Linked DNA regions of Mus musculus: all the other regions are linked to region 1. The links are chromatin contacts, called in public Hi-C and HiChIP or PLAC-seq maps. All regions are on one chromosome and are shown on one strand. Each heading gives the region's core, a stretch centred on a gene start, on an enhancer-like site or on the middle of the called end of the contact. The rest is flanking DNA. Distances are from core to core; before and after follow the strand shown.

Region 1 (3,658 bases), core at 126-2,625:
GGTGGGGTCATATAGATCATCTTTTAGTTCAGGGCGAACATCTGCTCCCCAGTGGTGAGAACTCTTTTCAAACTTCTCGCCTCCATTCTGCTGTCCCCCAGAAGGTGGCGCTGTGATTGTGGTGGTGGCTGAGTAAGCGCCAGAGATCTGCAATGAGAGGGGGTGGAGAATTAGGGACTGCAGACGCGTGGGGGCAGCAGGGGTTACTTTCCCTCTAATATAACTGCGGGAGAGATGCAATAACGGCCATACCCCAGTGCCAAGGTTGCATGACTGTAGAGCGCACCAATGGAACACGGAAATGTGCAGGCCATCGGGAATAAGCCTTATGATGAAGGGGCAGGAAAGGACGCTTTATTAGCAGCACCCTTAGCAACTCACAAAGGAAAATCTGCGCATATCGAAAAGAGGTCAGGTTTTACTTTAAGAAACACAAGTTGGGACAATCAACTGTACTGAGTAAAAATCCGGTTATCACCCGGTCCAGAAACAATCTATCAAGGTTGAGCAATTCGGAAATGATGGCTAAATGCTCCCAGCTGCTCTGAACTCTCTCCAACCCTCAACAGCCACCCACCTAGAAGTCCAATCTGCAACCGCCAACCTGAGGAGGGGGTGGGGGGTGGGGTGTAAGCTCACCTCTTGCAGTATGTGGGCCGGCATCTTGGCGTCGGATGCTGGGGTCACGTTCCCAGGGATGAGAACGTGCAGCGAGCTTCAGACCTCAGCGACAAAGGGTGCTATGACTAAGTTTCTGCAGCCCGCTGCGCGGTACAAGCTCTGGGCCAGAGCTGGCAGTGGGGTATTAATGTCCTGTATATCCTTAGGTTCGTTATATTGATCAATGACCAGATAAAAAATCAAAAACTGGCTGGCCAGGGCAGCCGCGGGCGGAGATAAGGATAGAAAATGAGAGGACGCCAAAATCGCAGCTTGCAGCCACCGGTGTCCAGGAGTCAGAATACTGCAGACACCAACACCGCATTGTCCCATCCCTAGCCAAGCGGAGGGGGGCGATGCTAATGAGGCCTTCGTAAACTCTGGCTAGTCATTGGCCGATGGGAATTTGGTACCACCTCGTCCTGCTGCTCTCATTGGCTCTGCACAATCTGCTGTTCCCTCTGCCTCCAGCTCCGCCCCCCCCTCCTCCCTTCTTTTTCTGCTCCTGGCTTCTCACCCATCCCCCGCTGGTCCTCCACCCAGCCCCCACCCTGCCACGGGGGCGCTTCAGCGCTTTCTCTGGAAGAGAAGACCCAATCTAGCAGTGGGGGTTGGCTACCGGGGCAGGAAGACGCGGAGAGGTACATAAAGTGGGAAAGCCACTAGAGCGCCGACCACTTGCAACTCCATCCGGTCTTTGCATTTCCAGAGGCGCGTGGGAGGGGAAATGGCTACCACCAACAGAGAGCAAAGCTGAGAGGGGCCTCCCTCCCCAACAGGCGCCTCTGTAGTCCCTTTTGGAACAATGGCTCAGCCTTGCCCACCAGCTCCAGGATGCTTACCAGATAATAACTCGGAGCTCTGGTACTGTAATCAAGTTTTCATAGATCTGTGGCTTGCCCATTCACACTGGTCTGGGTCACCATGGTCACTGTGCACACTCCGAGAGCACAGCCAAGGTCAGTCAGCAGTATCTCAATCCCACCCCTCACCCCCCACTTCCCACCTCACGCCTTGCGAATACATGTGGCACCTTTAGGAGACTCTTTTGTTGAAAGTTTGCAGTTTGCTATCTGAAAACCGCCGAAAAGCATCTAGCCGAGGGAGCCTTATGTATGTGGAGTAGGAACAGAGAGTGGGTATTAAATTATTACTGCAAGGTTCTCTGTGACCGCTCAGTGGGTAGCCCTGTTCTTCCACTCTAAGCAGGAAGAAGGGGACATAGGGACATACGGAGATGGGATAAACTGTTCAGCCGGCAAGGGGAGGAGCTAGCTGTGCTGAAACGCTTTCAAGCCACTCCTCAGAGGACCCTATGACCCTTGAACCTTGGGTGCTCTGACCTAACACACCTCCCTCGCTGCCCCATCTTCTCTGGGGCCTGTGTTAACTCTTTCAAGAGATAGAACTTGTAGCCTATGCAGGCGGTGCATTCACAGAGTACCTTCTGTATCCAGGTCACCCCATTACTGTATCTCCCACCTCTAGGAAAAGGGGTTGATAGACATCTTGTCTTCTCAAGAAGAGAGATGCCAGGCATTTCCTGAGACCAAACCAGACCTCTTGCCTTCTGGTCTCAGGGGCTTGCCAACTCTCTGGCTTGTGACCAGACACCTCCATTGCAGGCCTGGCTCACTGACCATAGCCAAGAATGCTGAACAAGACCAGGTGTCCTCAGCAAATGGCTGGCGGAGGCTCAGAGGTACTGTGTGAAGTTATCTGGAGATGTCACTTCCCCCTGGGTTGTCTGCGTGATGTCTGATCTTTTACTAGCTGTGGGTTTGTCCTTTGTCCTTGGCTGTTAAAAACAAACTCCCTTAGACTGTGAGGCCTTTACAACAGATACTGGCTCCTCACGGTTCTGGGGGCTGGGTATCTATAGCAAAGCCCCAGCAGTTTGATTCTGCCAAGAATGGGCCTTTGATTCTTAGGTGGCCATCTCTGTGTTCAATGGGGAAGGGGTGAGCTTTGTCTCTGGGGTTTCTCTTTAAAAACAAACAAAAAGATTTAGTATTACTTGTAATTATACGGACATGTGTGTGTGTGTGTGCATATGCACACATGTGTGAAGGTACTTGAGAATGCTAGAGGTGGCAGGTTCCCAGGAACTGGAGTTGAGCAGTCTGTGTGGGAACTGAGAATCCAACTCTGGTGCTCTGAAAGAACAGCAAATGCTCTTAATGGCTGAACCGCCTCTCCAAATCCTGGGGTCTCTTTTAAAAGGACCACTCCCATCATCCACAGGGTGTGTGTGTGTGTGTGTGTGTGTGTGTGTGTGTGTGGTGGAGCATCACCCTCCATGCTACTATTCCAGATACTGATGAAGGTCCACCAGATGAGTTGGGATTTCCAAGTATCTATTGCATGCTGCTTTGGGGAAGAAGACACAGTGTTTCCTTTGGAATGCCTTGATTGCTACTAAAGGCAGCTCTCCACTGGAGACAAACTGCCCTTACATTCCCTCAACCTGCAGCCTACAGTGCTGCCTGCATCAGAGCTGGTTGGTGATGTTTCTTAAGCCAGCTGCCATTGCATTCATTGTCTATCGGAGAAAGCAAGGGAGGCCTGCCAAGACAATGACGTAGAACAGGAGTCCTACATTTCTCTCCCTTGGGGAGAAAGTTCTGGAAACCTAGAAAAGGAATGAGTTAAGGGTTCCAGGAAGAAAAGGTGGGAGACCATGTTAACTGTTGATAATCAAGATAGGAAACTGCCTGTCTCATCCCGTGTGGGCCAGCTTCAATAAAGCTGTGTGATAGGGATGATACAGCACAGCATGAGGCCTGGCATCAAGAAGTACGAAGTGACCAGGTTGAAAGGTATAGGTAATATGTGATGAATGTTTGCCTATGCTTGCGTTTGCAGGGATGCAGGGATGCAGGGATGCGAGAAGTGCAGGCTTCTTTGGTACAGCAATGCACAGTGTGTGCGTGGAAGCTGGGGACGGGACTATAAAGTTTTCTGTATGAAAAAGGACACACAGTGTATGGCAGTTTTT
Region 2 (3,897 bases), core at 992-3,491, 540 kb before region 1:
AAGGAAAGAGAGAAAGAAAGGAAAAATAATCAAAACGAACCGACACGTTGAAAGTGGCGGAGGAGCCGGGACTTGTGGAAGGCTAAGCCTTCTCCTGGATTCCGCACTCCTGGAGCGCGGCCAGCTCCACACAAGACTGGGTCAGGCTGGGCCTCGAAGCTGGGACCTCGTTGCCCTCGCCATCCAGCTCCAGCCACTGGAGCACGGTCGGGCGCCGGCAGTTCCCTTAGATTGTTCACTTTTCTCGCTTTCCTTTTCAAATAAAATGGCTCGAAGGAAAGCGCACTCTGGGCTAGGACTCCAAGCCTTTTCGGATTTGTTCAAGGATTTTTATTTATTTATTTATTTACTTATTTTTTTTTCACTTTTATTTACTTTGTTTCTGTTATTTCGGGTCGTCACGATCCACGGTTGAGGAGACATGCAGGGAGCATCGCCGCTACCGAGAGAGCAACTACAGGGTGGGGTGGGGCAGGGTGGCCTGGTCGGGCACGTGGGGCATGGCCACAAGGGGCCAAGCCCCGAGGTTGGTTCTGCCATCTTAGATGTAGCCTTGGAGGCCTGGGGCAGAACGGACCGAGACAGAGACAAGTGAAGAAGAGAAAGAGACACAGAGGGGTCGAGAGTAGCAGAGAAAAGGGAGATGAAGTGGGAGAGATGCAGGGCGATGAACACGGAATTACAGAGAAACAGTCAACAAAACAGGCGAGAGGTGTCCACGGGACCATGTTCGTCATTTTGCATAGAGATTTCTTTCATAATTTTTTTTTGTAACGTAAAAAAATGCCCCCCTCCCCCAGGACGTGCTGTGCTTTAGTGGGCATGTAGCTGTGTCCCCCCTCCCTCCCCCCAGCGAGCGGCGACTCTCACAGCACGGACAGAAGGGTGTATCTACAGGCAGGGGGGCGGGGGGGGGGCGGGAGGACAGGGACTCTATGGTACCCGGAGGGGCGGGGCAGAGAGGGAGGGGCTATGTACAGAGAGAGGTTCGCCTCGACAGCACACACCGTCTTTCTATAAAGCAGCCTGTTGGGTTTTTGTTTGTTCATTTTTGCAAAGACCATCATCATATTAAATAAGTGTAGACTTTTTTTTTTTTTTGAGGCTCTGTTCAGCTCCTGCCCAAGGGAAGGCTGGGGAGGGGGTGCTTGGGGGGAATGGGGCGGGGAGACCCGGATTTTCATCTGGGGCGGCTCGGTCGTCAGTTCCTTCCAGGCTTTTTGCGCCCGCAGGTTGGGAGTTTGGGATGGGAGGGTGGGGGTGGGCAGCGCATTACTGATGGGAAAAGATCAATGCTCGCAGCCGCAGCCTGAGGACACGGTTCCCGCGGTGGCCCCGACGTGGCTGCGTGCTTGGGACCAAACACAAGGTGTCGTGGGATGAGCCGAGGAAGCACAGGAGGGAAAAGTGAGAGGCCAGCAGGTGGAAGAGGCGCTGACGTAAGGGCAAGGCGGGGCCGAGAGGAGAGTCACTGCAGAAGGAGATCGCAGGCCCAAGGGAACTAGGCAGTTCAGGTGGATGAGCTCAGTTGGCGTCTGCTCGCCTTGGGTACCAGCCTTGGAAAACGCTGTCGCCCCAAACGCTGTCCCTCGAGTCCGACCCTTGCGTCCCAGTGCCACCGTCTGGGGCGGGGCGCAGACAGAAGGCGGGGTCAGCTTGGCAGGCACAGGGGGGATGGGGCAGGATTTCCCCCCTAGGGTCTCCCCGGCGGCTCCTCCTTCAGCACAAAGTCCTTTCCTTAGCTTCCCTTGCTCAGCTTCTCCAGCGAAGCCTCCCGACTCCCGGGCGTCCGAAGTGGGCTGCCCCTGGGTGGGCCACGCTGATTGTGTGTCACAGAAACGGCGCGCGGGCCAGAGGCGGGCGGGCTTCCGGACGGCGCCGCGGTCCAGGCAGGCGGGGAGGGGCGACGGGCGGGGCTGGGGCCTGAGGGTCCCACCCGCGGCTCCACCTGTCCTGTCTGGCCATCGACAGGGTGATGAGAAGGGCTGCGGGGCTTGGGGGAGGATGTCTCGAGGTGGGGGTGGGACAGGGACGGTGGCCGAGAGGCAGCGCGTCGCTTCGGTCCTCCCTCCCTCTGGGGTGGGCGGTCAGACGGGGACGATGTGGAGGCCGAAGCTGTCTGCCTGAAGCTTGATGTGGTCCCCGCGGTAACTAGTGGCGGTCATAGGCAGCGGCAGCAGCGGCAGGGGCGGAGCCCCGGGGGGCGGCACTATAATAATAAGGGGAACCTGGAAGTTAACACAGGAGAAGAATGGGCTGGGTGAGAGGACAAACAGGAGAACAAAAAAGGAAAGAAAAGCAAAGAAAAGCCCTCCCCGGGTCCAGCGGGATCAGGCCTGGAGGACTGTGGCTCGGCCCCGAGGCCAGATGCCCAGGAGTAGTGCTGCATCCACAGGGCGGGAGAGGGACAGGACAGGTGACACCCGGCTGCGGATCCCCCAAGGGGTCCGACGGCCACTGTTGGCTAAGAGCCCTCCAGTGATCAAGAGGTAGGGGAGGGAAGAGGCTGGAGGCGCAGGCGTCCTGGTGGTATCCCCAGGACCCGGCGCTGCTCTAATGGGCCTGTCTCCCTGGCCCATCCGGGTACCCAGAATTGGGGTGGTCCTGAGTGGGATCCGTATCCCGAAGCAGCCTGCGCGCCCGAGCTGGCGAGCGGGTAGGCGACCTTGGGAGCCGCCGGCCTGCCAGGTGGCGTACTCACTTAGTAAGGCGGGGTTGCTGAATCTCCAAGCCTCATTGTAGGCGGTGTACTGGGGATGGCTGTATGGGTTGCCTGAGAACTCGCTCCCTGTGGGAGGGCGGGGAACTGGAATTAGAGGCGTTCAACGTGTCCAGTTGGCCTCTTCTGTCCTGTCCTCACTAGTCCCAGTCTTGGGTGTTTCAAGCAGGGATAGGGCCCCTGGGAGCAGGCCAGAGGCCAGGTAATCCACACACTCCGAGCTCTGCATGGGGACAGCCACCATAGACAAGTAGCAGCCAGATCCCTGCACACCTAGGCATGGAGGGAATCTGTGGGCGGGTTTGTGCCTGGGCTCTCCTGCAAGAGATCGCTGCCCAGGAAGGGTTTGGTCTTGGTCTGGCTGCTCCCACTTAAGTAAATTGGGAGCTGAGAGCTTTTACAGTGGACACTGGCTTTAGGGATTCTACAGCATGAGAGAGGGGGAAGGTGGAGCAGGAAGGCCCCTGGGACACTTTGTCCCAGAAAGCCCTAAGAATGGCATCTCAGAGCTGTGCCAAAGCTAGGCAGGTGGTAGTGGTGGTGCCCTCCTGGGAAATAACCCCTCCCACTTTTCCCTCCTGAGGTTCAGTACAAGGGCCACGTAACTGGGGAAGTGAACTGCGGGAATCCACTGGACTGCTCGCAGGCTCAGGAGCAGTGAGCAGTGGAGGGCACAGTGGGTTGGGAGCCTTCGGGAGCTACCTCCCTCCCTCCAGGAGGAGAAAGGCCAGGCCTATGGGTTTCCCCCCTGGCCCTTTCTCCTGTGTGATGACCCCAGACTGTTTACAGTGATCCCTAACCGCGGGTTAAGTAGAGGAGAAGGGGCCCCACTCCAAGAAGGAGCTGGGTGGGGGTGGGGGATGCAGCCACTGGAAAGCCTGTTTATTGACGAGGAGGGAAAGCATGCGTGCAGCAGGATAATGAGCTTCTGAGCTCAACTGTGACCAAGAGGAACTGAGCTATCTCCTTCCCCATCGCTAATGAAACAAGTGTAATTTCCTCATCAGCACTAGATTCTGTTTAACGACTCCCCCCTTGCCACCATGAGCTCTCTGCGGCTCCCCTCATCCCTACCTCCCTGTAGACTCCCCACCCCCCACCTCCCCACTCTTTCCTCACCACCACCACCCCACCTCCCTAAGACCTCCTCCAGCCTCCACCTGCTCACTGCTGGGATC
Region 3 (3,779 bases), core at 1,062-3,561, 700 kb before region 1:
CTCTGGCATTTTTCTCTAAGGGGTACACATCTCTGCCTTGCCCGTGCGAGTCCATACTGCACCCTCTGGCTGGGTATCTACACGAGTCCCCGCCTGCTAGACCTACCTCCTGGCAGGGAGCAAAGGCTTGAGGGGCTGGGGGGGTGGGGAGGTGCAGGGAGTTGGGTCCCTGAGCTGCACAAGTGTAATTTCTGCTGTGCAGGAGACTGCGGTGTGAAAGACCAGTTAAGACTTAAACAATATGGAGACAGTGACCTACGGGATCCTGACACTTGCAGCCACCTTTCGTGACACACCTTAAAGACTAGAACCGCGCCTGAGGTGGAGGCCATTGATAGGCCAGGGAACTTCCGGAGATTTCCTTGGCTGGGCCAGATGTGGAGGCTGCCTGATCTACCCAATGTCATCAGACAGCCATAGGCAGGGTCAGAGGGTGTCACTGGCCTCTCCTTTTCCTTCTGGGTCAAATATTAACCATCCGGCTGTAAAGAGAGGGGAGGGACCTGGAGCTAGTCAGAGGAATAGCAAGAATTTGGAGGGTTTGTTCAAGAGGTAAAGGTTAGCACTGTCACACGAGGGAGAGCGAGAGGGTCTCTGAGCCACAGAAAGGGCATCAAGTTCTTGTTTTGAGGGCTAGGGCAGCTGGAGGTTTCAGGCTGCCCAAGCCGTACCCTCCATGTGAAAGCACACCTGTTTACACTGGGGGGCCTCCTGTTTCCTCAGCACTGAAGGGTGAGTCCTCCCACTAGGGAAGTGTGTCCAGGCGGAGACAGGAGGAAGACATCCTAGGTCAGAGGAACCGCTCAGTGCGGAGTAAGGGGCATTCGTGGGTCTCAAAGACGGTGACACACTTGTACACAGTGTAGGGCCAAGAACACAGGCATTTATAGGAGTCATGTGCATGCACACACACATATACAGAGAGAAAGAGACAGAGACAGAGTCAGAGACAGAGAGAGAGCGCACAAAGGGCCAAGGCCACATAAGGTTGTTTACCTGTCATCCATCCAGTGGATCATATATCCTCAGAGGTGAACAAGCAGGGCTAGATATTCAATAGGACGGTCTTGTTCACACACATTTGTAAAGGGGGCATTCACACAGAATTGTTGCTATTGGGCCAGGCATAGTGCACACATGTATTCTGAGTCCTCAAACACAGTTACATTCGGGCAGAGACAAGTAAGTACTCATGACATGCATAAAGGGGTCTGACTTGGGCTGCAGGCTTGGTGGCTGACAGTGTCTGCTGGGGTCAGATGCACGGCTGAATCCTGTCTCCTTTCCTGAAAGTCCTGCTCTCTCTCTCTCTCTCTCTCTCTCTCTCCCTCTGCCACCCCAAGGGGTGTGTGTGTGTGTGTGTGTGTGTGGTGTGTGTGTGTCTTCTGACCTGGAGTGAATGCCTGTAATGGAGAATGGCTAACCCAGGGAGGTGGAGGAGGAGGAGGAGAGGAGATCCTCGAGTTTAGCAAATGGAAGGTGAAATGCTATCTTAGCAGCCCTCTTCCTGCCCCGCTCCACACGCCCCCCTCCCCATCTCCCCCAGATTGCATTTCTAGATCTGGAGAACTGGGCTAAAGCGTCCAGCTCCATTTAACCTGTTGGGAGGGCCGAGTTAATGGCCAGGGGGTGGAGCATGCCACCCCTCCCCCCAGTACTAAGCGGGTTCAAGGTCTCCAGTTCACACCCCAGACTTCACTCCAAGTTTGGGTTCCTTCCCAGGGTTTGCCCGCTGAACTCTGATCATCTTCTGTTAGATCCTAGGGTGGAGAAAACTGGGGAGGGGAGGACCCCTCCCACAGGATCAATAGGCTTTCAACCTTCATCCCTGATGTCCGTCTGCCTGGGGTTAGCGGTATTTGCCTCTGTCCACTAAGATGGAGATCTCTTCAGATTTGAGGGTGCCTCTCCCTTGTCTTCCCCACCCTCCACCATCCTGGACAGTTCGAGGTTTTCTCCTTTGAACAGATCTAACCTCAGTATCTACTGCTGCGGCTCGAGGACAAGCTCTCCTTCGATCCCGCCGGACGCCAGGAGACATGACCCAGATCCTGGGGAACACTGTTCTCCACGCGGGTCCCGGGCACGCTGGGCGCCCCCGACTCCGAGAAGGCCGGTCTGCGCCCTGCGCGACCCGAGGCCTGGCCCGCGCCCCTCTAAACCCTTTTATGCGGGATTGGGGGTCTCGGCGGTGAAAAAGGCCTGGCTTAGCTTGGAGGGTGGAATGGATGCGGACAAGGCTTTGCCCGGCCGCAGCCCCCCGCACCGCCACCGCCCGCACTCCCCGCCTCCCTCACCTTTGCGCTGGGATCCGGGTCCATAGAGACAGCGACGTGCGGCTCGCGGCCCCACAGCACCAGCTGCAGGAGGAAGGGGCTGCGGCCGGAGCGAGGCGGGGTGGAGGCGGAGCCGGGGGTGGGGCGGGGGCCGGAGGCGGGCCAGAGGCGGGGGCGGGGAAGGGTGCCCGCCCTCCTTTGCGACCCCCACCACGCACAATAGACCCGATTTGTGGGAGATGCTCGAGGCCCACGGCTCCTGGCGTCCCCTTTCTTCCAGGCTCAGTCAGTCTGAGTATCGCCCGCCCCCTGGTGGGGGGGGGGCTACCACCGCGTGCGCCCTAAAACAGGCTGGTCCTACGGATCTGCTTTGGTCCTAAGACCCCTCCCATTTACCTACTGCAGGGACGCGTAACCCCCGGGTCCCGGAGTCTTGTACTCTGCTCTCTAACCTGTATCTCACTTCTTGCAAAACATGTTTGCCATGCCCTCCTGCCTTTGGTCTATGGAGCGGGTGTGCTGATGGGGACGACAGTATCAGATTTCTGCGTAGCTCTTGGTTCCCAGTTCAAGGTGTGATTCCTCACTCCCTGCTCCCTCCAGGCTATTCAGTTTGAGGTCAGAGTAGGTGAGATGGGGCCCTGAAGGGATGAAAAGACAGCATACAGAGAATGCTCTTTATGCACAAGAAAGCCATGCCACTACGTATGGATCACTCAACAAATCTCAGTCCAAACCCGGGCTCACCTCAAGGGATTGCGTTTATCATTTTCCATCGTCATTTTACCTCCAAACTTTCAGTGTTCCCAGGTATCCAAAAATTCTGTGCTTGCCAGGTTCAGCCTTCTTCCCTAACTCCTTTACGATGGTCTTCTCTGAAAACTCCGGCTCTCCTTTCCAAGTGCTATTTAGAGCGAATCGAGGGCTGGGGTTGGGGCTCAAGGGCACAGTGTTTGCCTAGCATGTAGGACACTCTGGTTTCATCTCCAGCATCACAGAAAAGCAAAAACAAAAGCAACAATGAACTCGGCTTTAAATCCTAGTGAATCCTGACCTCTGGCCTTGACCTCTCCACCTTTCAAAAAGAAAAAAAAAAAATCCGTGACGATAATGATGGGCAAAGAGGACCAAAATACGAGTCTAAAAAGCAGACTCTTGCATGTGCCTAGGAATTTAAGTCGTCTTCTAGTGGCGTATGAAACTGATGAGAGCCTGGGAAGAAACTTTCCTCTTTCAAGATTCCCCAGAGCTCATACAGTTTGGCACTCAATCTCATACAATCTCAGAATTTGGACTGTGTGTGTGGCTGCAGACTGCTAGACAGAAGGGCCCAGATCACACTTCCACCCCCCTGTTAGAATATCTCCTGGCACTCTGCAAACAGGATAGTGTGTGGTGCAGCGGGGGAGACTGGGAGAAATGTTTTCATTAAAAAGTGCACACACACTTTAAACGTTTATTATATTCATTGTGTATGAAAGCGCATGCATGCATGTGGGACCC
Region 4 (3,799 bases), core at 865-3,364, 620 kb after region 1:
ATACATTAACCCCGAGTAATAAACGTGTCTCCCCCGAGGGTAGTTAGGGTGGTTGTAACCCGTTTCTCCTTCTACAAGGCTCTTCTCCCTATCTTTCATCACTGACCCTTGCTTGCCACTCTCTGTGCCATCCGTCTCTAGGTAGACAGAACCACCCTGCCACACTGCAGTGAGTGGCTGGACATTCCCTAGCTCTCCAATGCCACAAAAACAAGCAAGTAGGCTAGGCAAAACAGAAAGAAGGCCCCTGGGAGGAAAATGAGTTTGGAATGGCAAACTTCTGCACTGTATTAAAGACTGTTAATAAACATTTCCGCCTCCAGGGATGCTCCACTTCAGTAGCTAGCAAGGTGAAAGAGACTTAGAAATCTAAAGGCTGGTATCTGGAGTCTTTCCTGGGGGAGAAAGTTCTAAGGTGTGGGTCACTGTAGGACAATGTAGAGTATTATTTCTCACCATGAGAAGTCATTGAACTGAGATGATCATTTTAGGACCATAAAAAAGTAAATATGATAAGAAGAGACGGGATATAGCAGGCATTGTCATTAATTTGTCAGGGAAGAAAATTGATATTTTAACAGGACTGGGGGGTGGAGGCTTTTTTGAGATCTATTCATCTCTCAGAGAAAAGTGCAGGGTAGCAAGAAGTCTGTATATGATGTGGGGAAGAATTCTTAACCCGAGGTTAACGGAATCTCCTTCACGCTGAAACCCGAAATAAAAAGCAGTTTTGTGTGTGACTGGGGATGGGGTTGGGAACTTAAGAGCTTTATTTTCCAAGAGATCACGACACAAACGTTAGTAACTACTGCCAAAGATTAGTTGAAAGACCCGTCCGCCGAAGGGCTAAGCTTTAGAGAGGAAATGGAAAAGCCTCCAACCGTTCTAAGGAAGCGCTACGAAAAGATGGAAAAGTTTGCAATTGCGTCATCATCTCATTAAAATAGGTTGTAAAGGCAGAGCTAGAAACTGGGGAAGCGTGTGCAAACACGCTGCTGAGAAGGGAGCCTGAGGTAGCCTGCAGAACCAGCGAGCGGAAAGGGGCCCTCGCTCCTCAGTAGAGGCTGAGGCTCGAGAGTCGCTTCAGTGCCCGCTTCTGCTCAAGGTAGTGGCCCTGAGGACCAGACGTCCCTAGCATCGTTTTACAACCGGGGAGCGGTTCTCAAGAAGCAGCAGCTCAGCGGTCCCGGAGAGAGAGAGCGGACAGCCATCAGACCCGGTGGAGTTTATCAGCAAGCGAGCTCGGGATACGAAGTTCAAGTGTATGTCTCGGAACAAGCTCCACTCCCAGGCATCAGCAGTTGCTCTGCCGCGATTGGGATGGTGCTCCAAGACCCTGACACCTGTCGTCGCCTCCGAACCATCCCATTTCGCCTTCTCCTTTCCCAACGCAGAGTCCACCCAATGAGAGCTCATCGGTCCACCCACTGGAGGGTTCACTAGGCGGCTTTGGGTGGGAGGCCCAAGGCGAGCGGATCTGCGCTGATGGCACACCACTCCAGAGCCACCCGAGGCTCACAGCCGATCTCCCCTAGCGGCGGGTTGGGCCGTGCCAGGGGACGCAGGGTCCGGGCTGACTCCGCCCCCGCCTGAGATCCCGCGGGAACAGTCGCACCGTGCTACTCGACACCCGGTGCACGCCAGAGCACGCGTCCTAACGGCAACCGACAGCGGTTTGACCTTGAAGGTCTGGCTGGCACCGCCCCCTCTCCCCGGCAGTCCCGACCGCCACGCACGCCGCGCCGGGGTACAGCCGGGAGCCGGTCCCTGTCCTCCAGGCGCTTCTCTCCACATCCAATGGAAGAACGAAGTGGTTCGGGCCAATGGCCACCGCCAAAGTAGCTAGAGCGGTTGAGCCTATCAAAGTTCAGCTTTACGTTTCTCCCGCCTCCGAAACGCTAGGGGCGGGTCGATCGGGCAAGTCCGCCAATCAAGAGCCAATAAACAAGACGCTTCCAAGATCAAAGGGGAAGGGGTGGGACCTACGGGACTAATGACAAGCTATCTGACGAATAACACAGATACATTTTGGCTCCGTAAAAAGGGGGCGGAGACACGTTAGGGCCTACACCAATGGCTGTCTGGGGGGCGTGTCCTCGGGGCCAAGCGGGAGCCGGAGGCCCCGGGCTCTCTGGGCCGCGCCTGAGGCGGACGCAACGGGGCCGGGGGGCGGCGGCAGTGGTGGCGGCAGCGGCGGCGCGTGTGGGCGCCGCGGCTGGCCGAAGTGGATGGAGTTGGAGGGGCGGAGTGCAGGCGGCGTGGCGGGAGGACCAGCTGCTGGGCCCGGGCGGAGCCCCGGGGAGTCGGCGCTGCTGGACGGGTGGCTGCAGCGGGGCGTGGGCCGGGGGGCCGGCGGCGGGGAGGCGGGGGCCTATCAGCCCCCTGTACGGCTGGATCCGGAGTCCGGCCCGGAATACGAAGCGCTGCCGGCTGGAGCCACTGTCACCACGCACATGGTGGCGGGCGCCGTGGCAGGGATCCTGGAGCATTGCGTGATGTACCCGATCGACTGCGTCAAGGTGAGACCTGGACCAGGCTGCGAACCGGACCTGGGGCTGACCCGACCCTGAACCTTGTTTAGAGCCAGAATCCCAACTGAGACCCAGAGCTGATAGGTTTCTTCCTGGCTCCTACCTCTACACACGGTTTGAGCCAATACTCCGTGCAAGCAAAGTCCTGGCTGGTAGATGAGCTCAGTCAGGAACCAGGACTTACTTCTAACGGTCAGTGAGGCGAAGCAAAAATCTTGTCAGCCAAAGACTTGATCCCGATTGGGACTAAGCAGGGATGGGATGGGATTGGGGGGGGGGGATCCCGAAGCACAGGTAAGTCTATAACAAACCAGCTGGCATGAAATCAGACGGTGAACTCTATCCGATAGCTTGGGTTGAGATGTGCTTCGGGTCGGCGCTTTCACAAGCTCCTTGCTGCGTCTTTCCTTTAAAGTGACGGGGCAGGAACCGGAATCTGGGATCTCTCAGCTAGATAAAAGTACGTATTAAATCTTAACCTGGGAGTGGTTGAAAAAAAAATCATTGTGCAGTCAAAAGTGAGAGTTCCAGACTGGAATGGATGTGGGAATAAGGCATGTTAAGAAAAACGGTTTCGGTTTCTCTGCGAGGCAAGATTGGTAGCCCATCTATTTCCTGAACGTAAAAATTGAGCTGGGACTAAGATTCTATGTTGAGGGAGCAAGTGCATCAGCCCCTTACACAACAGAGGTGAAACTGATAGTCTCTTTCGTTGGGCCCCTGAATTTGACAAAAAGGAAAACAGCTGGAGGGAAGTGTGATGATATTAGAAAGCAGATGTGGAGAAACAGAATGAGATTATCAGGGTACGCTCAGGGCTGGACGTAAAGCCAACTGCATCCACAACCAAGCAGGACGGTTAATACACATACAGGTCAGGTCTCTGGGAAGAAGCCTGGGGGAAAATGGAAACATTGTTTTTCCTTGCTGTTCTTAGACTTGTGCTTGAGTCGAGATGCCAGCTACTGAAAGGGCAGTAACTTCAAGGGGGTTCTTGAAATCGTCGATGCTTTCTTTACACCACTTGTGTAGGCACTGGCCTGTCAGCTCTTTGATGGATGCTTTCCCGTTTAGGATAGCATCCACGTCAGCCATGCAAAAATCACTTTCTTCTGCTTGCCCCTGGATTCAGTACTGTTTTGCATTTTCATTTGTAAAGTGGATAAGGAACTAGGGAAAGTGCTCCCGAGGTTTTGTGAATGAGTTTGGGTGATGGAGAGAGAGTTCCTGAACTTTTGTGAATGGCATTGAGTTGGCCAGGGTTTTCA
Region 5 (3,905 bases), core at 408-2,907, 680 kb after region 1:
CTCCCCTGAAGGTGTGGAACGAGTTGGTATTGGGGACTGGAGGCCTGGATGCATGGGTTGATTGCAAAAATTGTTTCTCTTTGGAAATATCTAAGTGAAAGGCGTATGTGCAGCTCAAGAATTGATTTTTTTTTTAATTTTCAAAACTACTGAGAACGCGTCTGTGACAGTATCTGTATGTTACCTTACAGAGGAAAAACAGTTGGATGGACCGATTTAGACAGTTTCATGTCTGTGTTAGGCCTGGAGAATTGTTAGAGAAAAGATTTTGGTCTCAGCCAGATCAAATCTCCACTCGGAGAAGAGATTATTTGATCCTGTTTCCCTTTCAGACATTTCCTTATGGGCTTATTCAATTATCTGATTCTCCTGCCTGCCCCACCTCTGATCTGCTGAATGGCCAGAATCCCACTCAGAACTAATTCAGGAACTTTAACCATTCCACTCCGCCTGCAGTATAAGAAACAAAGCGAGCATTACGATATTTTTTTTCAGAGGCCTTCACCTCCTGGGTGTGACTTGCTGCCGTCATCTGATATGGATCGAGCTCCCACACATTGGCCACCACCTCTCCTCCTTGCAGTTCGAACGTAAGAACTGCAAGCTCCGAAGTAAGCTGGTGTCTCTCAAAGTCTTGCCCGAAAGGATGGCCCAAACACAACATTCTTGCACTGCCTTTTCGGGACAGCCGGGGTGACTGCCCTGGCCTCGCTGAATTCACCTCACGTTAGAAGAAAGACAGAAAAATGGCAGAAAACTGACCCCCCCCTTTTTTTTTGAGAAGATGGGTGTGCGAGAGAACACACACACAACGGACAAGTTACGACCCAGGCTCTGGGCCCCCGTCACTCATTACTCAAGGAACCAGGATTGCAATAATCACTTTTCCTTCCCTCGGGGACTGCTCCGGGTCCCTGCTCCGGGCAAGAGCTGTTCTCTCTTTCTCTTTTATCCCCGCCCCAGCACCATCTCAGGTACCTGTGCTTTGCAGAGCTGTCCTTGAACCTGGCATAGGCATGACCCTAGCCGAATGTGAAAGGGGCGGGTGGCCATGCAGGCACGGTTTGTGGGTTTATAGGCGCTGAGCCATTGCCCCAGGTGTGCGGACGCGTTTCCTTCCCCCTCTACTCACTTTGGCTCCGTTCGCTCACAACCTCCTCTTCTTGTTCCTTGGGCCCGCTGCAAGCGTCTCGGAGAACTGTATGGACATAGCTCTGAGGACAGAGACCCGAATCTCCATGGCCCTCGGCAGCAGCTAGTGAGTTCAAATAGGACAGTTTCTCTCCCTCTTCTTCCTCGTCCTCCTCCCCTGCATCGGAAAACTGCGTCCCTTCAGCCGTGGCCAGCATGCAGGGTGCCGAGTGGAAGTGCTGCTCCAATTCCGCCTGCAAGTGAGCTCCGTGGAAGTGCCGCTGCTGCTCCAGATTCAAAATGTCTTTGACTGAGAAAGGGGTGGAGGTGACCGGGCTTGGTAACATCATCAGGGCCACTTAATTGTCCAGTCCAAATACTCAATAAATCCCGGCGGGGGCGGGGAGGGAGTGCGGTGGCTCCAGCTCTTCTTCTGGACTCCGCGGTGGTGCGGAGTCGAGCTTTTGACAGACGCGGTCCAGTCTAAATCCCCTCCATTGGCCGGGACCTGGGGGTCTGGGTTTTGTTACAGCCACTGCAAGGACTGGGGCCGGGGCTGTGAAGCCTCTGTCCGGGGGCCCTGCGTCACGTCAAGGGGCGGGGTCGGCATCCTGGCCTCCTTCCCAATTGGTTCTTGTGTATGTGGGCCACGCCCTCTGCGTCCACCCAGTGGGATGTTGCTGCGCTACCAGAAATAGACAGGGACTAGAATAGGGTCCTGAGATCCAAGTCGCGGTGGGAAAAGCTGCAAAAAACCGGGTGTCCGAATCACCGATTCCCGCTCCACCTGGCTGCACCTTCCCGACCAGGGGCAGTTCTGAGAGGCCAGACTGCGGATTTCTAAGGAGAGGAGTGTTGTATCTGTGGAAATATGAGCGACGTGTCAAATTCCACCTCACCTTTGCTCTAGCTGTCCTCGCCACCTGGAGTGCCTTTCCCACCCTCATTTCCACAGTGGAAAGCTGTTCTCCGAGGAAAAGCTTAAATACCTCCAAGGAAACTCCGCCAGATCACCTCACCTAGAGGTCCTCTTCCTCGGAACTTGCTCAGTAATGTCACTTGTCACTCTCCCATCTAGTGCCAAAGCTGTACTTAGTGTCCGCTCGATTGTCACTTTAGATTGTGAGTCCCTGAGGGCAGGGTCCAGACCGTACTTGCCCTTGCAGCCCTCGAAGTGGCTTCAGAGAGCAGGTCTGTAGAAGACAAGACGACCGAGTTCTGTTAGTGTGCAGAGGCTCTATGCTTCGAAGCCTGGCCTGAGTCAGTATTTGGTTTTGGACGTTCTCAGTTTCCTGGTCAATATAAAGGAGCCGAATTGCCTCTTCTAGGGTTATTGTTGGAGTTTTTTTGTTTTTGTTTTTTAAAGGATAACCAGGCCGGAAGCATAGCACAGTTGTCTACTTAAAGCAAAGAGCTCAATACTTGTAACTACCCTTGTTCTTTGTGGGAGGTCAGAGCAGTGTTTGTTGCCTGCATTGATTCTGACCGGGCTGGTGTTCCACTGCACACACTGGGTGGCTCTGGTCTCAGAAGGGAGGGGACCCCCGCTGTGGCTGCAGCTCAGGCAGCCTTCTGAAGGGAATCGGGAGCCCGAGCCTAGGCCTCAACTTTCTGAAACGCCTTATTTCTCTCTTTCTGAAACCGTGGTTGTGTTCTGCAGGGAGACTAAATGCAGCCTCAGATTCAGAAAACTGCCTGATGGAGACCACCTTCTGGTATCCACCCGCCTACATACCTAGCCCCTGAGTGGTAAGGGGCACTATTGTGAGATTAAGAGCAAAAGGTGTGGGCAGCAGGCCTTGGAAAACCAAACTAGTTCCGCTTTCAACGTAGGGTTCCTCAGTAGGCCGCCCTTGCTTTTATTTATTCTCTCTCTCTCTCTCTCTCTCTCTCTCTCTCTCTCTCTCTCTCCCTCCCTCCCCCCCCCCCCGCCCCCGTAGAACCTCACAGTTTGGGAGAGACCGGCCTCAACTAGAAGGGTTCGCCGGATGGCGGCGCGGTGACCGAGGACGACGCCCTAGGAAACTTGTAGACAGGGCATGAATGCGGATTACGTGGAGAGCGGCCTTGCGGAACCCCGAGGCGGCAGCGAGAGGAGTTGATGCCCTTGGTCCTGGAAAGAAAGAACTGCGGGTTGGGAGGAGAGAGAGGCGGGGCTCTTGGGGGGGGAGCGGAAATACAGCGGGGAGGCAGCTCGTGGGGCCACCCGGGAGGCTGGTACGAGGCTCCCTCCACGTGCTCTGGGGGAGATGGGGAAAGATCATCTGTGGTTAGGCCCCGGCTCCTTGAAACCATTCCTTGGTCGCAGGAGCCTTTTTGCTCTAAGACTTGAAACTAGACGCTGCGGGCAGAGGCCGTGGTCTCTACAAAGGGCCCGCCAGCCCACCAAGGGAAGGAAGAGTGTGCCTGGTTTTGCTGTGGATCCGAAGCTCAAACATCCAGAGGTGGGGTGAGTGCGCCGCGCTGCAGGGTGGGGGACTTTGAGTGGACGCGTGCTGCGCGTCCCAGCTGCCAGACAGAGGACCAGAAGGAAACCATGCTCCAGTCTCAGTTCCCCACCCTGCAGCCAACTGCAAGGCAAAACCCATCGCAGAGAAATGCTTGTGTTCCTTTCTGCTCTCCACTTTTCTTAGCTTTCAAGTGATTTCAAGATCTGGACCAAAGAAAAGATAAAAAGCCGTTGCTTCTGTCGGGAGCGCATATTTTTCTTGCTTGGTTTCTTGCTTGCTAAGGGCGGTCGGCCTCACTTAAACCTTGCCCCAGAACCCTGGCTG
Region 6 (4,026 bases), core at 97-2,596, 610 kb before region 1:
TGCTTCTACCCAACAGAGCCATAGCTGGAGAATCAGGAGGAGGCCCACAATGTCATTTCCCCATCACTCTGCAGACGATTCCACACTAATGTTCTTTTAATGCTGTGATGCTGCACTAATTAATAAGCATCCTGCACAGAGGCCTCGCTCAACTCTCCTCCCCTCTCCTCCTCTCCCCTCCCCGCCCTTCCCCAGCAGCCAAGGAGAAGGCCTCCTGCCTGACATCCTGGCAGGCTGGCAGCAGAGAAAGGATTTCACTCCTCTACCTGAGCTGCCTGATATTGCTATGAGAGATAACTGTATACGAACCAATAATCTAGCCTGACAATCCAATTTACTGACCAATAGCGCACAATCCACCATGTCATCGGCCGTGGGGAGGCCCATAAATTAGTTCCTAGTAATTTATTCTGATCAATAGAATGGGCAAAGTCACTTGTCTCTTTAATCAAAGGCCTCAGAGATGTCAGTGCGGGCTGCTGTGTGGGAGGGAGCCAGGGGGCCGTGGGTTCTTGGCACCACACCCCTCACCCCTAGCTCCCAGAGCCCGGCAGAAAGCCTCTAAATAGGGATGGTATGGGAGCTATCTGTGGTCCGGGCTGCCTATCTCAAGCAGAAACATGCTCTTCAAAGAAGCCAAGGGCAGGGGTGACCCAGATTGTGGTAAACAAGAGTTGTGCTGACTCAAAGGACATCATATCTCTTTGGAATGTTTAGAATCTTCCTCCCTATCACAGGAAGCCCCCAGTCCTTGTACTGGCTGTAAAGAGAAGATTCCCAGGCCGTGGGAATGTGCCTTTCCAAAGCCTGCTATGTAGATATTTTCCCACCAGGCCTTTGGAGGCTTAGCAGGACAGAAAACGAACTCTGAACTTCAGTCTTTCTCTGGGGCACTTTGCATCGAGAGAGGAAATCCACAGAACACAAGTTATCTGCCTTATCTGGCCCTAAGAGAGGTCGAGGTTCACACTCCAGCCCCAGGATGTCACACATTCTTGAGAGGGCTATTACCTGAGACATTCTTACTTGCCTGTTAGAGCAACAGCTTTCAGCGCCCACCCCCCCTCTTGGATAGCTCATGCTGTCATCAGCCAGGAGCCTCAAGCCCCCTCCCCCCCATTCTTTCATGTGAGGTCTAAAAATTTCACAAAGGCATGGGGGAGGGGGAGCACTCTTGTGAAATCTGATCAGTAGGGAGGCTGAGACAGGAGGATTGAGATTAAATATTAATTTATAAAGTAATTCTATATCATTTGATTAAGTTACTAAAGCCTCGTACTCTTCTGAAGTAGATACTGTTATTAGTCCCACTGAGTCAGAGTGTAAACAGCTTGCCCCAGGCCTCACAGCTAGGATCTGGTTGAGCAGGAACTGAAAGCCAAACCCTCTGGCTCTTATCCATCAGGCTAACGTGGAGGCAGAGGGAATTTCCCTCACCCCATCTCTGCAGGGTCAATATTTTAGTCTAGGAAGCAAACTGACAATAAACACCCACGGAAGAGATGCAAATGTATTCCAGGCACAAGAACAAGAGGCAAAGAGAATCTAAGGTTAAAAGAGGGGGCCAGATTGGGTTGGGGAGACTGATGGTTTCAAATATGCAGAACCCACAGGAAAAAAGCCACCCATAGCACCGATGCAACCCCAGCACCCCAGGTATGTGTATGGGGAAGAAACAGGAAGATTGCGGAGGTGTGCTTGTGTGAGCGATTGCCTGCGAGGATGACCATGCACCATGTTCCTGCCTGCGGAGAGCAGCTGAAGACTCTGAAGCAGGTGAAGACATCCAACCCAGAGGCATCAGAGCCCCTGAAATTGAACTACATTTGTGGGTGCTGCAAATTGAACCCTGCAAAAGTAGAAAGCACTCTCCTCTCCTGAGGTAGCTCTCCAGGCCCTCACTGGGGCTTTCTGGCCCCCAGCCCAGCAGTTAGTCTCAGTGAGAGAGAGAGATCCTGTCTCAGGGAGTAAGTTAGAGAGTGATAGAATAGGAGGCCTGTCATTGTCCTCTGTCCCCAGCCCCCTTCACAGGCCCACACACACTGAGTTCCAGGGGACAGAATGGTTTGATGCACACATACTAGTTATTTCTGCCATGGGGCCAGGGTTGGCCTGGGACTTCCTAGGTAGTTTAAGGCATACCTTGAACTCCTGACACTCCTGCCTCTGCCTCCTATATGATAGTATTACAGACATGTGCCACCATGCCCAGCTTACATTTACATAAAATATAATTAGCAAATGAATCCGTAATATGCTTAGAAGAATACTGACACAGAGTAAAGGTTATTTGAAGTGTTTTTGGTATAAACACATTCACAGCGATCAAGGGACAACATTACTGGGACTCTCTGAAGATACAGCAAGTCCTTGAGATGCTCTGCCTCCCCTTCACTCCTTGTCCTCCAAATAGATAAAGAATGGTCAGCCTCTGCTATCTCCCTGGAGTAGAAGAGAAAGTTCAAATGCTTCTCCCAACGTGTATTCCCTCTTCCAGGCCCTGGGGGAGCGCCAGTGCATTGGCCTTGGGGAAAGAGACCAATCTTGCTCTAGAGAGAACAAGCTTGTCCTCCTTGGTGGGAGGGAAGGTCAGCCTGGGGGCTGTGGTGGCTGCAGCGACTTGGCGAAGGACACCATACTCTTTGACATAAGCGGGATGTAGAAGATAGCAGAGTTTTGTAAAGAACCAGGAGTCAAAGGCTGGTTACCTTGGGTCCCCCTTCTAGCTCTGCCACTGACTATGGGACCTTGGCCAAGTCACTTCAGGTCTGACCTTGGTTCTGTATTTGAGGCAGAAAAGAATGGGGGACAAAGACCTTACAAGTCTCCCACCTGACATTGTGGAGTTCTGTGTGAGGCTGTGCAGATCTTTTAGGTTTTCCCTGAGCCTCCTCTATCCTGCCCCACTCCCCGCACCGTAACATCAGCAATACAGGGAAAGCCAGGATGTGTCAGACTATTATAGTCACCAAGTGCAACAGATATCATTTCTGAAACTGGAGTATGGGGAAAACCAATTGCCTTAGGACAGAGGTCCTCTTCTCTTCTCTTCTCTTCTCTTCTCTTCTCTTCTCTTCTCTTCTCTTCTCTTCTCTTCTCTCTCGCTCTCTCGCTTTCTCTTTTTGAGACAGGGTTTGTGTTTCTCTGTGTAGCTCTGGGTATCCTGAACTTGCTCTGTAGACCAGGATGCCTCTGCCTCTGCCTCCTGAGAACTGGGATTAAAGGCGTGCTTCACTACGGCTTGGCTCAGCTGAGGGTTTCTATCTCTGTTATCTTAATTTCGACTTGGATGACTTTGGTTCTGTCAAGGTCAAAGCTGGGGCTTCTGACCTTAGGGAACGTCTGCAGGCCTTCCTGCTAATCCCACTAGTTTTCAAGGATACGCATGCTTCAGGTTCACCGAGGCACAGTGTGGAAACAGCAAAATTCCACGTGAAATTCTAAGCTCCCGTGACTGTCCTTGGATCCTGTTCTGGCCTCCCATCCCCTTTTAACTGAGCTGAGCTGGAGGGCTGGGGTACACAGTCCTTGGTGTGATGGGGCCAGGTTGGAGGCCGGAGGCTAGCCTAGGGTGGCTTCATGGCAGGTGGACACAGTTTCTGGTGAGGAGGAATCTGGCACCCTCTGCTGACCCCGCGGCAGGAGACAGCTGGTCAACCAGGCTAGAGCTGCAGCCATTGGGAAGGGGGAAGGCTGGGGTCTACTACTAAGTGGCAGCTTACTAGTCAAAAGAGCAGTTCCCCTCTCGGAATAGATCATTTTTATTGGTTTTGCAATAAGCTTATGAGACAGGAACAATTGCAATAAACAAACTGAACAAGAAATCGAAAAGATGGCCCCCGAAAGCTGTTACTGAGCCCTTCACACCTTCTCTTAATGAGTCTGTAATTTATAACAAACTCATCACCCCAGCACCTCCAGGGTTCTGCGGCTGGGAACTCATGGCCTTTGCCCGTGTGTGGTTTGTTACTTTTTAGGTGCCCGGGACTTGGTTTAAGAGGTGGTAGGTGTGTCTGGGGAATAGGA

The links. Hi-C and Micro-C count contacts between places; a contact is called where the count stands out from the background. HiChIP or PLAC-seq counts read pairs in DNA pulled down with a chosen protein or histone mark.
Region 2: a contact with region 1 is called in an HNF4G HiChIP or PLAC-seq map of pancreatic cancer cells. The contact joins the promoter of 1700039E22Rik here to the promoter of Scd2 in region 1. A contact is called at or near these places in 3 of 39 promoter capture datasets (embryonic stem cells, liver and neural stem cells) and 1 of 115 datasets of contacts at active chromatin or transcription factors (pancreatic cancer cells).
Region 3: a FOXA1 HiChIP or PLAC-seq map of pancreatic cancer cells shows a contact between it and region 1. The contact joins the promoter of Sema4g here to the promoter of Scd2 in region 1. A contact is called at or near these places in 4 of 39 promoter capture datasets (cranial neural crest, embryonic stem cells, hippocampal neurons and 1 more) and 3 of 115 datasets of contacts at active chromatin or transcription factors (embryonic stem cells, extraembryonic endoderm stem cells and pancreatic cancer cells).
Region 4: a contact with region 1 is called in a Hi-C map of CD8 T cells, with 4 times the contacts expected there. The contact joins the promoter of Slc25a28 here to the promoter of Scd2 in region 1. A contact is called at or near these places in 4 of 39 promoter capture datasets (the C10 cell line, cranial neural crest, maxillary cranial neural crest and 1 more), 1 of 484 Hi-C or Micro-C datasets (CD8 T cells) and 2 of 115 datasets of contacts at active chromatin or transcription factors (memory CD8 T cells and pancreatic cancer cells).
Region 5: an HNF4G HiChIP or PLAC-seq map of pancreatic cancer cells shows a contact between it and region 1. The contact joins the promoter of Nkx2-3 here to the promoter of Scd2 in region 1. A contact is called at or near these places in 1 of 39 promoter capture datasets (cranial neural crest) and 1 of 115 datasets of contacts at active chromatin or transcription factors (pancreatic cancer cells).
Region 6: a FOXA1 HiChIP or PLAC-seq map of pancreatic cancer cells shows a contact between it and region 1. The contact joins the enhancer-like site here to the promoter of Scd2 in region 1. A contact is called at or near these places in 7 of 39 promoter capture datasets (the 3T3-L1 cell line, 3T3-L1-derived adipocytes, the HPC-7 cell line and 3 more) and 5 of 115 datasets of contacts at active chromatin or transcription factors (embryonic forebrain, embryonic hindbrain, forebrain and 2 more).

What each region holds. Positions count from the first base shown.
Region 1 is chr19:44,291,393-44,295,050 of GRCm38.p6, reverse strand. It overlaps Scd2 (stearoyl-Coenzyme A desaturase 2), which reads right to left and starts at 1,375. Exons shown (of 6, transcript NM_009128.2): 1 at 640-1,375; 2 at 1-147. The coding sequence starts at 663.
Region 2 is chr19:44,834,282-44,838,178 of GRCm38.p6, reverse strand. It overlaps 1700039E22Rik (RIKEN cDNA 1700039E22 gene), which reads left to right and starts at 2,241. Exons shown (of 3, transcript NR_045315.1): 1 at 2,241-2,688. It overlaps Pax2 (paired box 2), which reads right to left. Exons shown (of 10, transcript NM_001368747.1): 9 at 2,702-2,788; 10 at 1-2,209. The coding sequence ends at 2,088.
Region 3 is chr19:44,987,876-44,991,654 of GRCm38.p6, reverse strand. It overlaps Sema4g (sema domain, immunoglobulin domain (Ig), transmembrane domain (TM) and short cytoplasmic domain, (semaphorin) 4G), which reads right to left and starts at 2,311. Exons shown (of 15, transcript NM_011976.1): 1 at 2,298-2,311.
Region 4 is chr19:43,673,196-43,676,994 of GRCm38.p6, reverse strand. Slc25a28 (solute carrier family 25, member 28) reads left to right here and starts at 2,114. Exons shown (of 4, transcript NM_145156.1): 1 at 2,114-2,519. The coding sequence starts at 2,229. BC037704 (cDNA sequence BC037704) reads right to left here and starts at 1,817. Exons shown (of 1, transcript NR_045645.1): 1 at 1-1,817.
Region 5 is chr19:43,610,077-43,613,981 of GRCm38.p6, reverse strand. Nkx2-3 (NK2 homeobox 3) reads right to left here and starts at 1,657. Exons shown (of 2, transcript NM_008699.2): 1 at 1,133-1,657. The coding sequence starts at 1,481. It overlaps Gm20467 (a long non-coding RNA gene), which reads left to right and starts at 1,926. Exons shown (of 4, transcript XR_001782682.2): 1 at 1,926-2,180; 2 at 2,792-2,880; 3 at 3,072-3,580.
Region 6 is chr19:44,896,226-44,900,251 of GRCm38.p6, reverse strand. No RefSeq gene overlaps it. Among named protein-coding and RNA genes, the nearest start is that of Slf2, 33 kb to the left of the region's middle. Within about 2 kb of position 1,346, at least 39 of the 459 cell types and tissues checked have an H3K27ac peak or open chromatin away from gene starts, as enhancers often do. A contact at or near this core is called in liver and pancreatic cancer cells, where this site is marked.